Regions from separate parts of the Ovis aries genome. Here region 1 is linked to region 2. The links are chromatin contacts, called in public Hi-C maps. All regions are on one chromosome and are shown on one strand. Each heading gives the region's core, a stretch centred on a gene start, on an enhancer-like site or on the middle of the called end of the contact. The rest is flanking DNA. Distances are from core to core; before and after follow the strand shown.

The links. Hi-C and Micro-C count contacts between places; a contact is called where the count stands out from the background.
Region 1: a contact with region 2 is called in a Hi-C map of skin fibroblasts, with 2.3 times the contacts expected there. The contact joins the promoter of ZC3H10 here to the promoter of COQ10A in region 2. A contact is called at or near these places in 2 of 16 Hi-C or Micro-C datasets (skin fibroblasts and tail adipose tissue).

What each region holds. Positions count from the first base shown.
Region 1 is chr3:163,422,619-163,429,277 of ARS-UI_Ramb_v3.0, reverse strand. It overlaps ZC3H10 (zinc finger CCCH-type containing 10), which reads left to right and starts at 5,045. Exons shown (of 5, transcript XM_060412991.1): 1 at 5,045-5,071; 2 at 5,186-5,210; 3 at 6,166-6,659. PA2G4 (proliferation-associated 2G4) reads left to right here. Exons shown (of 15, transcript XM_060412992.1): 6 at 362-425; 7 at 666-744; 8 at 893-971; 9 at 1,056-1,189; 10 at 1,487-1,581; 11 at 1,685-1,812; 12 at 1,968-2,021; 13 at 2,232-5,210; 14 at 5,889-5,911; 15 at 6,166-6,500. The coding sequence ends at 2,297.
Region 2 is chr3:163,283,263-163,289,799 of ARS-UI_Ramb_v3.0, reverse strand. It overlaps COQ10A (coenzyme Q10A), which reads left to right and starts at 1,744. Exons shown (of 5, transcript XM_027967586.3): 1 at 1,744-2,043; 2 at 2,598-2,744; 3 at 3,523-3,715; 4 at 3,942-4,043. The coding sequence starts at 1,922. It overlaps CS (citrate synthase), which reads right to left. Exons shown (of 11, transcript XM_004006584.6): 11 at 5,845-6,537.

The sequences.
Region 1 (6,659 bases), core at 3,796-6,295, 140 kb before region 2:
ACCTGAGTTTATACCAGGTTCTTTTGGTTAACTGGTTTAACCTTGAGCAAATCATATAACCCTTCTGAGCCTCAGTTTCCTCCTCCAAATTAGGATGTAGATTACCATACAGAATTGTTGGCACTAGTCACCTTACAGAATTGTTGTCTAAGCAGACCATCTTTGTGATAGTGCTTTGTAAAATGGTATGCAAATTTGATTTCTAGGTTGTAAGATGCTAGGGCTATGAAATGAAAAATTACTGAGAATCATTGCATTTGCTGGAGGATATTAGAACTCAGTTCTTTATGCTGCTGCTTCTCATAGTAGACAACTTACTAGCTCCTGGTATTTTACGTTTTATTTGATCTTGTACTTCTAGAACACACAAGTGACAGAAGCCTGGAACAAAGTTGCCCACTCATTTAATTGCACACCAATAGAAGGTGAGACTTCAGATAGTGGGGTTGAGGGTCTCAGTATGAGTGGTTTAGCAGAATTAAGACTTTTGTTCCCTTGAGCATCCACCCTGGCTCTGGCATAATCCAAGCCGCAAACCTCAGTGCCCCGTTTCCATAGCTGGGCACTTTGCTCTCATTGCCTGCTCCGTGGCTCTACTTGGGTAGGTGGGTTGGAAACCTTTGGGGATTCTAGATGAGTGGTGCCACAGGCTTTGTCCTCTACAGGTATGCTGTCACACCAGTTGAAGCAGCATGTCATTGATGGAGAGAAAACCATTATCCAGAATCCCACAGACCAGCAGAAGTAGGTGCCCTGTATCCCACTGTCTACCTTCTGTCATATAAGACTAGTTACGAAGTTCTTCCATACTCCAGGCTAATCTTATCCACCTTCTCTTCTAAGCTCCAGGAACCACTTATTGCTCCTTATTGTTCCCTTTCTGTTCTTTTAGGAAAGACCATGAAAAAGCAGAATTTGAGGTACATGAAGTATATGCTGTGGATGTTCTCGTCAGCTCAGGAGAGGGCAAGGTGATGAATGTTTACCAGATCCGGCAGAGAGGGGAGGCTGGGGGTGGGTTCCAAGAGCACCAGATCAAATATGATGTTTTATAGGCCAAGGATGCAGGACAGAGAACCACCATTTACAAGAGAGACCCCTCTAAGCAGTATGGCCTGAAAATGAAAACTTCCCGTGCCTTCTTCAGTGAGGTTGAAAGGCGTTTTGATGCCATGCCCTTTACTTTAAGGTACTACTGCACTTAGCGAGGACAGGACTTGGAACAGTCTGACCCGTAGACCATACAGCCAGATCTCTTTCCTTCCCCTACCCTGCTTGCCCTCTTTCCCTCCTCTTCTACCTAGACTTGTAGCTCCAGCCTGCATGCATGCCTTCTCTGTTTCTCCCTCTCATAGGAAGTAGTGTAAACAAAAAGCAATCCTACGCATGATTTCTGCCTGAGGGTAGGAGTTATTTAAAAACAGGAACAAAGTGGTAAAACATGACAGGGAGTTAAGGATACCTGAATTTGTCTTCCCCTCCCCAGAGCATTTGAAGATGAGAAGAAGGCCCGCATGGGTGTGGTGGAGTGCGCCAAACATGAACTGCTACAACCATTTAATGTTCTCTATGAGAAGGAGGGTGAGTTCTGAGAAGAGAGTTGTAGTTTGAAGCCTCCGATTATGGTCCCCTTCTCCTTGAAGGCAAGGGGACATTCTATCAAAACACTTTGTTTCTCTCATAGGTGAATTTGTTGCCCAGTTTAAATTTACAGTTCTGCTTATGCCCAATGGCCCTATGCGGATAACCAGTGGTCCTTTTGAGCCTGACCTTTACAAGTCCGAGATGGAGGTCCAGGATGCAGAGCTCAAGGTTAGTGTGTGATGGAAAGGAGCAGGGACATGGCACTTTTTCTGGGAGTGAGGACTGAGTGATGGGAAGTCCTGAGAAGAGCTGCAATGCCGAGAGTAGCACTTGGCATTTGCTCCATGTTCCTCAAAATTTGTTCACTTTCTTCTGTTTTGCAGGCGCTCCTCCAGAGTTCTGCAAGTCGGAAAACCCAGAAAAAGAAAAAAAAGAAGGTTTGTTATGATCATCCCTCCCTGGTGGGGTGAACCTGATCATCTTTATTCACTTTCCTGGGTCTTGGTGGGGATATAGGTGTCGATATGTCCTTATTTCTCCTCTCAGCCCTGACCTAGAGAATTAGGAATACTCTTGTCCTTGGTCCCCCAGACAGTACCCTAAGTTGTTGGAAACTGACACATCTTCTCTCCTTTCCATGAATGTAGGCCTCTAAGACTGCAGAGAATGCTACCAGTGGGGAAACTTTAGAAGAGAATGAAGCTGGGGACTGAGGTGGGTCCCGTCCCCCCAGCTTGCCACTCCTGCCTCATCCCCTTCCCGCCACACCCCAGGCTCTGTGAAGTGCAGTTCGACTTCTCCACCCAGGACCGCGAGCAGAGCGGGGTCTCCCTGTCCTCCTCCCAGTCCCCCATCCCAGCCCCTTCCAACAACAACCAGCTCCAACTGACTCTGGTCTTGGGAGGCCAGGCTTCCCAGCCACCGAAGACTACTTTAAATAGAAAAGAGAAATTGAATAATAAAATCAGGAGTCAAAATCCATCGTTTTCAAGCCCCTCTTTCTAGCCTTTTTCTACTATTCTCTGCTTGGTCAAGGTTTATGGCCCTACAACAGAACGGGAGGAGGCTAACACAGCCACCACCACTAAAAACTCAGATGAAATTTTTTTATACCACTCCAGTGTCAGCATTTTCCCATCTGTTTGGGCTTGTTCCTCTCTCTGTTCCCACTTTCCCCAAGTCTTTTATCAGGCCTCAAAATAGAGAGGAGCTATTCAGACTGTTTTTCTTCACATGTGGCAGATTCCTTTTATGATCCAGGCTGTTGAGCCAGGCCCCTCCCATTTTTAGGAGCTGGAGCCTGCATTTACCAATGGATTCTCATCTGTCAGTTGGATCCTCATTTGTAAGTCTTTGTAGTCAGTTTTGTTCTACAGGACAGTTTTTCCTCCCTCCACAAGGCTGTAAAGAAGTAATCCATCTCAACTTTGTCCATTTCTTTGAAGTCAGTGGGGTTCTTCCCTTGCTCCATCTTAGAAACCTGAGCTGGAAGCTCCACTGTGGTTTTGTTCCCTGTTTGAAATACTTTTACTTCCCTTCCTTGAAAGAAAGATGTATAACCAGAGGAGCAGACTGAAGAGACAAAACTCCTGGCTTTCTGAAGCTGTGGACTTGGATTAATTGCTAGGGGTTTGGAGAGAAAGGTGACCTTTCAGTACCTCTGGCATGCTGTCCCAGGGAACTAGGGCTCCCACTAACTTATGAGGTTTTTAAACACATTGAAAATGATATGGCATTAAAATAAATTTGGATTTGCTCATAATCACGTGTCTGTATGCTGCTCTTATTTGATGGTGGAGAGTGAGCTGAAGTGATGATCATCTGGAACCAGTTTTGGGGGGTTTTTTTGGCCTTGCCTCATGCCACGCAGGATCTTGGTTCTCCAACCAAGGATCAAACCTGTACCCCCTGCAGTGAAAGCATGGAATCTAAACCACTGGACTGCCAGGGAAATCCCTGAAACCACTTTTCTATAGCCATATTCTGCTTTTCTAAAATAATAACTTGGGTTGGGGGAAGACATAAAACTCCTGGGTTTTGTGAATTAATGGTCATTTTCTATGGGAGTTTGGTCTAGTTTTCTGAAGTAAAAACATACCCCTTACTGCTGACACTATTTAGAACACAATGTTTATTGCAAAAAAATTAAACTGCAAAGTGATTGTCTTGGCTTAGGAAGCCAGGAAGAATGCCTTTAGTGTTAACGTGATTTTTCAAGCTACCCTGAGATTTGATGGGTAATGCATGTATTAGAGCATTTTTTATATGTTACTGCTGAATTAACTGAATTAAACTGAAACAAACTGAACACAGATCTCTTCCTAAGGGTTTATAGCAATCAACAGGTGAAATCCCAGTGGGTTTGATATCTTGGTGGGGAGGGTGGTTATTTTTGTTTTCAAACACATTACAGTCCATTGGTGACAATTCTAGAGCCACTTAAGAACTTGAAATTTAGAAATCTAATTTTCCAGAACTAAAACGGTGAAATTTTCTAGAGAAAACGCTAAAAAAAGGAATCATAACAAGCCTCATTCCATCTTATAGTGAATAAGGTGAAGTCCGTATGATGAAGGGTTTTCTTTCATCCTTCATAATACACGTTTTCTGCAGCCAAATCTTACAGTGTCTTTTTTGGGTGCTTCTAACCTAACCATATCTTGATACTGGGAAGCTGTCATATCACCAAATACTATTCCTGCCTAAAGATACATGTAGCTGATCGGGCTTTCCTTCTGTCCATTAATTAGATCTGTCGTTAATTTGTTAATGTGACAGGACTGAAGCGACTTACCACACACTCTGAAGAGGGAGAATCACTGAAGTATTTTCTAAACAAGATGCATTGTCGCCAGGAATGTTATGACATTCTGCCTCAGGCATTGTAGGGAAAGACCAGTTGACTAGGAAAAAAGTTTATTTTTCACAGTAACAAAGGTCTCTTTTTGTAGTATAACAGCTTTCTCAATTCCCCGCTTTATATCCTTTCAATGTTCTGCAATCTTAGGACCTTTAGAAGTTCCAAAATCGAACCTGCAGATATTTAGTTTAATAAATAAGGTAAACCAGTAAAACAAATCAGGACTTTTTGTACAGTCCGCCTCAATCCACAGTAAAATGGAGGATGTCTCCAGGAAACTGCAACTCCCATGAAGCAACGGGAGGAAAGGCGGAAGTAGCTACCCTTTGCTCGTTTGCGCCTCTAGGTCTCTTATTGGAAATATGTGCTCATATCTAAATAATACGGTATCCTCATAATAAAACAGGTGAGAGGAATCTTGTACATCAAAATACTGATTTCCAACAGAATTTTCCTAGCCTAATCACTTCACACACCAGCGAACTGCCAAACACTATCGTTACGCCCCTTGGGCAATCCCGCCCCTAGGGGCAGGGCGAGAAAGCGGAAGTGACGACACTGAGTATTCCATTAAATATCCGTAGGCGAGCCCCTGGCGATCTCTCGGCCTTAGCGCCATCTTTTGAGGTGAGTGTCAGTGATGCCTGTGTTCGTGTTCCGACTGCAATCCATAAACATCTGATCTCTGCACTTACCATCATTACAGCAAACTAACTGCAGACTTTTTTTCTTTACCCGTAGAAACCTCTGCGCCATGAGAGCGAAGGTAAGCAGTCCCTGCCAGTGAGCTAAAGCTGTAAGAATTGGCTGTTGGTAGGGGAGACCTTGGCAAGGGAAATCGGCCATCGTTCCGGTTTCGCCGGGTTCTTAGGTTGTGCTAACGAGCTAGTGGGAGAGGAAGGATAGTTTGAGGAGAAGCATATTAAGTGGTGGGTAAGTTCTGTGGGGAAAAGCAGAGTAGGTGGTAGGTAAGTTCTGTGGCGAGAGATGCTGAAAGTGGGAGAGAGCGCATGCAGGCAGGATTCAGGGTTTTACGTCTGGGATCCAGGTGGCAGTCCAGATTGTTGATGTGGTTTATTGCGACTAAGCCCTCCTACTTGATCAAGAATCCACCCGGTTCTAAGTAGTGCTTTTCATGGAAGTTATGAAAGTGTTAGTCGCTCAGTCGTGTCCGACCCTTGCGATCCTGTGGGGTGTAGCCCGCCAGGCTCCTCTGCCCATGGAATTTTCCAAGCAAGAATACTGGAGTGGGTTGCCATTCCCTTTTCCAGGTAGTCTCCCTTACCCAGGGATTGAACCTGAGTCTTCTGCATTGCAGGCAGATTCTTTACCGTCTAAGCCACCGAGGAAGCCTCCCCTAGTGTTCTTCATATCCCTATCTAAACATTGTTACTGAAACTAATGATATTTTATTCTCTGTCCTTGGTTTATAATCGGTTGCCAGTGGAGGAAGAAGCGAATGCGCAGGTATGCTGGGACGTAGGAGGTGGGGCTGGGAGAGTGAAGGAAAGTGGACAAAACTTGGGACGAACATCTGGTTTAGAAATCCAAAACAACTTATGAGCATTGACTGGCCAAAGCCATGAATTGAGCAGAAGACGACAGAATCGTAGTGTTGGTTGATTTTACCTTCCTTTGTATTGGGTGCACATTTAAGATTGGAGGGAAAGACTGAACTCGGGTTTGTGGGACCGAGGTGTATTCTTATGTCTGGTTTTCAGGCTGAAGCGCAAAAGAAGAAAGATGAGGCAGAGGTCCAAGTAAACTTGTACACCTGTGGAAGCCACAGAAGCAGAAACAAGGGAAGCCAGAGGCCAGGGACGCTGATACAAAGTGTGGACTGCATGCCTACTATCTAGAACTTCTCAATGGATCTGGAACATCTATGGCCATTCTGATCGCCTTGACCACCTTTGAGAGACCTACCTTGCTCATATCAAAGCCGTCCCTTTTATTGCCTTGGACCTGTGATAACTATGGACTAGTTCTCTTCTCAGTTGTGGCTGAATGTAACGTGTACAATAAATCATCTCTTGCTGTCTTAGCTGAAGAAAAATTTTGTGTGTTATGTGGTTTTTTATGGTTAAACTAGCTGGGGATTCTCTTATCAGTACAGTCTGTCTCTACTCCCTGTGTTAGAAAAAGTCAAGCTTTATATCTACAAGTCGGGGGGGGCGGAGAGGTGTGGGTTCCGGTCTTGTGAGCTGCTAGAGGA
Region 2 (6,537 bases), core at 495-2,994:
ACTCGTGCCTGACGCTGATGGCACAAGTTCTGGTTCCTTGCTGGAGTCAATTCTATCTACCTTCTGGAAAAAATGATCCAGTGATGACCAGGTAGTAGCTCTTTTTTTTTCTCATCATAGCACTGGATTGCATTCTGAATGGCTGCTGTAACCTTCGTGTACCATTCTACACTCAGGCCCTGCACCTCAAAACTAACAGTGCCTCCTCAGATGAAGAAAATCCTCTTGCTGTTTCCTGCACCATGAATTTCTTTGGTTCTTCAGTTACTTCTTCCCCTTGTCACTCCATTCTCTCAATTATTTTCACTTTTGTTTCCATCGCAATCTCTTGGTGCTTCTTAGCAGTACCAGCTACATCACCACCACTTCCGCACTTGGTTATGGACCTCCTGGGCTTGAAATAAAGGTACTCCACTGTTGTCCCCTTTGCAGTACTGTAGAGTACACAAAAGCACAGCCACTTATGGAGGATGCATGAGCATGACAGCGTACACCCGACTCATGAACTACCTTATGTGGTTGGAAGTGTGCACGCACATCTGCATCTTTGAAAGTTCACAGCCTGGAGGTTTCTATGTATGGACTTACTGCAGATCCTAAGGGCAACACCATCACTAATCATTTCATTCTTCCACCTCAACCCCAGGACCGTATGGTATGTGCTCAGTCGCTCAGTCATGTCCGACTCTTTGTGACCCCACGAATTGTAGCCCACCAGGCTCCTCTGTCCATGGAATTTTCCAAGCAAAAATACTGGCGTGGGTTGCCATTTTCCTTCTCCAGGCGATCTGCCCGACCCATGTCTCTTCCGTCTCCTGCAATAGCAGGTGGATTCTTTACCACTGCGCCATCTGGGAAGCACCAACCACACCACACTAGTCAGATAAAGATTTCCTGAATGTGGAGAACAGGACTAAAGATTTACGCTCAAGACTAAAGCAGAGAAGGGAGTTGCACTGTAATTGTGTAAACATCTTTAAATGCAGCAGTAGCAGACACCACTGTTCTTAAAGTGTCCTTCCTTTACTCCGCTGAGGGAGAATTGCAAGGGTTCTTGCACCCACCTAGATCTAGTCTCTAACTGTTGATTTCTCTCTTTTTCATCTGTTCTCCCCACTTTTATCAAGGACACTTTTTCTACCCTTGTTTAGGACTGAAAGCAGTGTAGTGATATTTCCTGGCCCATGAAGTCTCACCTCTATCAAGTGCACACTTTTCCAGGCAAAGATGGTTCTCTATCTACTATAAAAGTAAGTCTGGTTCTTCTCACTTCCACTGCTTTCTGTAATTATTAACAGAAAATGATGCAAAGTCTTAGCCCAGATCTTGGAACATTAATTTTCTGTCTCAAAGCACTGCACTATGCGCTATGCTGGCTTTAAAGATGAATGGAACTTCTAACTATAAACAAAGCAAAATATAGATAGTACAGGCTCTAAGAGACGTGCAGAAGACCGAGGGTATCTGCTGTTGACACGGCCACTAAGCCACCTCTGTGTTTATGTATCAGGCCCGTGATCAGACCCCGCAAGTAGTTTGCCTGTTGACCTCCCTCCACAGGGCCATGTCTGCAGCTTCTCAAATACCCACTCCAGCGCCCTCGCCCTTTCTCGCCAGAGGTGTGAAACTACATCTCCCGACAGGCCGCGTGGTCCCCTTACTTCCCCCCTCTCCCGGTCCCGAGCCATGGCAACGGCGTGACGTGGGGGTACTGGGAGCTGCGGGAGCGGCGATAGCGGCTTCAGTTCTAGGCTATCCGGCCGCCCGGGCGGGAGCTGGGCGAGAACAGCCACCACCCCGCGCCGCCCCTGCCCTCGCCGGCCCTGAACCTGCCCGACTGCGGCTAATCCTCGGCTCTCCCTCTGGAGTGAGGAGGGCGCGGCCGCTATCAGAGCAGAGAGGGCAAGGGAGGGTCGCGCGCATGGCCTCGGCGGGCGCGCGGCGACTCCCTGCCGGGACGCGCGCCGCGGCCCGGGGCTGCTGCGGCCTCTCGTTGCGCCCGGCTCCGCCCCCGGGCCCTCCGCGACCGCCGGGACCAATGAGGTGAGAGGGAGGTGCGGATGTCCGCGCTGGAGCTGAGGGGGTCACCCAGGACCCAGGACCCCGAGAGTTGCAACTCTGACTGCAAGCGCGGTGGGAGGGCGGCGGTGATCATACCCTGGGGTATAATGTGTTGCTTTGGAGAAATGCTTTTGCAAATTATTCGCGAGGCAGTCCCCGAGGTGAGTGCCCAACCACATCTTCCTCGTCGCGGGTGCCCTGGCATCCGCCGGCTTGCGAGGCCCCGGGGGCTGTGAGGCATCCCGGGAGTCCTTGCTTTCAGCAGAAGCGTAGCCTCCAGTCAAAGGCAACTGGAGCTTCGCACGCACCCCTCTTTTTCCCATCTCCTCCCTCGGCACTGTCCTCAGCCGCCCTCGACCTTTCGCACTCGTGACTGCCTGGCCGGGGAGCCTGGCGGGCTACAGCAGGTGCTAGGGGAAAAGCTGGTTTGGACGACCTTCCTTCTGGGATGCTCCCCTCTTCTTCTGCACCTGAGAATGATTGAGGACCACAAGGAAAGAATCTTGAGACTATCTCTCCTTTCCTTTTGGCCTTAGATTTCCGATCTCCTGCATCTTCTTCTTGCCCCGGGCTGCCCAGGTCTTGGCGACTGAGTCTGGCTTACCTCCCAGCCGTTCCTTCATGGGCTTTGCTGCCCCCTTCACCAACAAGCGAAAGGCTTACTCTGAGCGTCGGATCATGGGGTGAGCATCCTCTCCTGTCCAGTATCCCCCCACATTCCTTTTCCCGACAAACAAAACACCATGTCCAGGGTAGAGTGTAAGGGTAGCCATAGTGGGCAAGATTCATCCCTGGCCATCCCACTCTTCCCAGTGGTATTACTGATCCTTTACCCTCCTCCGGCAGCCTCCCAACCTTAATTCCCCTCTTCTTGGTTGCTGTGTAGGTACATTGTGAAACTTGACTAGAGTTGGACAACAACATAAGACAATAGGGTATTATTGTTTTGCTGACCTGACTTTAGGTATTCTAAGAAAATAGGAGTTAACACTTATTGAACACTTAACTATTGCTAGTAGTTAGGCTGTTTAGGTGTTTTATCAGATTTTCCCATTTGATCCTCTCAACAAACAAATAATTACTATTATTACTTATGATTTGCAGAGAAGATAAATGGAGACAATAATTTTCCTAGGGTCACTTTGTCACAAAGTTATAGAGCTGGGATCTGCGTCCCTGTGTGAATCACCAGTCATCCCTGTTCTCTGGACATGACTCTTTTAAGGATCAAAATAGATAGTAAATGCAAAAACACTCTCTAAATGGCAAGACTTAAGATGCATTAACATCATGGAAATCTGGACATTTGCTTTTGCAAAATCATTCATGGGGGCTTATTTGGGATCTCTAGTTTCTGAAGGTACATGATTGGTGGGCAAAGGTATGAGGGGAGGGTGCCTATGGCAAGGAGGAACCTGAGCCAACTGGCAGCTTCTTGGCCTCTGTGACTCCTTCCCCTAGGTACTCAATGCAGGAGATGTACGAGGTGGTAGCCAATGTCCAGGAGTATCGTGAGTTTGTGCCCTGGTGTAAGAAGTCTTTGGTGGTATCCAGCCGCAAAGGTCACTTGAAGGCCCAGTTGGAGGTTGGCTTTCCACCTGTTGTGGAACGTTACACTTCTGCCGTTTCCATGGTCAAACCTCATATGGTCAAGGTGAGGCCTGGTTGGGAGTGACTGATCAGGAAGTTTTGTTATGTTCTGTGGCATTTTTACATTTAAGGGCTATTTTGGCTTTCCTTATGATTTTTCTATCTCCATGTGTCAGATATTTCCTTAATATTTGAAGGAAAGGAAAATGGCTTCCAGTTCCTTAGTATAGCTTCCTACACCTGATGTAGGTCTCATTCCACTGGAATATTAACTACCTGTCCTGTTCTAGGCTGTTTGCACTGATGGCAAGCTCTTCAACCACTTAGAGACCATTTGGCGATTCAGCCCTGGAATTCCTGCCTATCCTCGAACTTGCACTGTGGACTTTTCGGTGAGTCACGAGGCTACATAGGGCTACAACTGGGTTGTGGGGGCTAAGCCGAGGTACTATGACAGTTACTTCCCAAGTCAATGACACTCTCTACAGGGGTGAGCTTGTATCATACTTGTACTTTGTACTCAGTCCTAGGGCTTTTGAGATCTAAGGAACAGGAGTTGCGGGGGGAGGAAAAGGCACTGAATAGAGTACCCTTGCATTTGGTCAGGGACTATCCAACATGGTTTTGAAGAGTTTCTGACTGTCTCTTACCCATTCCCAGATTTCCTTTGAATTTCGCTCTCTGCTGCACTCCCAGCTGGCCACCATCTTTTTTGATGAGGTTGTCAAAAAGAATGTCGCTGCCTTCGAGCGCCGGGCAGCAACCAAGTTTGGTCCAGAAACAGCTGTCCCCCGTGAACTGATGTTTCATGAGGTGCACCAGGCTTGAGGCAAAGGATTATTCCCTAGCCTCGCCTCCCCCCCCGCCACCCAATTTTCTTATTTATTTGGCTCCTGTTCCAATCTGAGAGAAGAGTCCATGTTCATATTACTGTTCTCCCTCTCAAATCCCCCCAAATTGGGCTCTGAGCTGGCTAGAAATGCTGGGGGAAAGAAAAGGCAAGGAGGCATGGAAAGGAGACATGCTTAGGAAAGGGTCAGGGTTATCCTGAGAGCACCATATGCCTGAAGCCTGCCACCTTCTTACACTGAATTATAGTTGGGGCTGCGCGGTCATCTCTGAACTCTTGTCAAGGTGCCTTAATGTCTGACCAGGGGAAGAAAGCAGCTTTTCTTAGGACTGAAGAAATTGAACTCTTTCTTCTGACACAGAGCTACTGGGTGGTCAGTAACCTTGCCTGCCTGAAATGCCTCAGGAGATGCCTGAGATCTGGCCCCAGCTTAAAATCCCTATGACCTCACTTCCATGCTGCCTGGCTAGTGGAGAGCAAGGGACTTTCTCAGCCATCAGTGCCACAGGGCCAAGGAACAAAAGAGCACTGAACAGTTGTACTCCTGGGCTGTCTTCTACTTGGCCTGAGTTTTTATAAAATTTCAATAAATTAATTATGACAGTGTGAATCTGGCTTTTTTATATTGCTTCTTGGGGGAATAATGTAGATAGAGCAGAGCAGAAGGAAGTAATGGCTTCCTTCCCTAGGGGAGTGAAGGTGCAAGAAGGCCTCTTGGACATAGCGTCCCTGCTAACTATAGTAGCACATTCTACAAGCCAGGACCTAGTACCCACTCCCTTGCCTATTTATAGACTTTTTCAGAAGGTCAGTTGCAGCAGGAGTCTCAGGACACAGTAATCTGGTCTCAGACCTCCCATATAACTGATGCCCTCCAGACCACCTCTTATTCTGGGGGATCTGTAAGGGAGGCAGCAAAGAAGAATCGGCATTCCACAAAGCTCCAGAGCCCTCTGGAGGGTCAGATCCAGAGTCAGCTAGCTGTCCTACCCTAACTGCCCTTGGTATCGTTTCCTTTCACCCACTGGGCTGGACCAGCTTCCTTGGATTAGTCACCTAAGCAGTTGTGAGGTCTCGGCTCTAGTCCTTGAGTGTTCTACTTTACAACAAATTTAGGAAGGATGGGGGCTAAAGGTCAAGGACTTCTAACCATTAAGACAGCAGCAATCTTCTTTGGAAATCTCACAGGGAACCTGTCTTCTGATTAGGGTGAGTGCCAAACATGCCTAAAGATAAAGTGATGCACAGGATAACTTATAACCTACTAAATCTAGGATCTTGCTAGCCAGACTCCTTACCTCAGAATGGAGACTCTTCCAGGCCTCATTTAATAGGCTCAAGCATTGTTAATAAAAACATTTATTTTGCATTTTATACAGAACAACCTGAAGTCTGCATCGTGACAGTTACCCAAGGGTTTACAGACAGTATTATCCATCTCAACAGCATGGTTCTGGGGATTAGGGATCCACACAAACACAGGCAGGAATTGCAAGGGAGGAAGGGGGCACAGCAGGAGTGTATTTTTAATCCTTTCTTAAAAAGGCAGTAGAACCTTCTGAGTCACTTGAAACCTGTGCATATGGGGCTTCTAAAACAAACAGTGTACTGTGAGCTCTTGGAGAAGGGACAGGATAAGAACCTTGATAAATAAAGGGATATTGGCTTGTGGCAGGGGATGAGGAGGGAGGTTTACTATTTTTAATGTCCTCAGCCCCAGCACCTGATAGTCAAAGGAGGCCATGTCCAATCTTAAAAATCATTTCCCTGTTCAGAAAGAGGTACTAGTACTCCTGGGATCAGGCCATGAAGATATCATGCTGGTCTTTCCTAAGTCCCTGTTCTATAGCCCATAGCATATTAAAGGGGAAAAAAAAAGGTCAGAGGGTAGTGGTTTGTGTTCCAAGGAAGTAAAAACTTAGTTCACATTAAGCACTGATAAAGCCAAATAACTAGGAAAGACCACATATTAGACAGTGCTGTATATACCTGCTGAAAAGAGGTCTCTAGGAAGGACCAAGACGGGAAGGTCCACA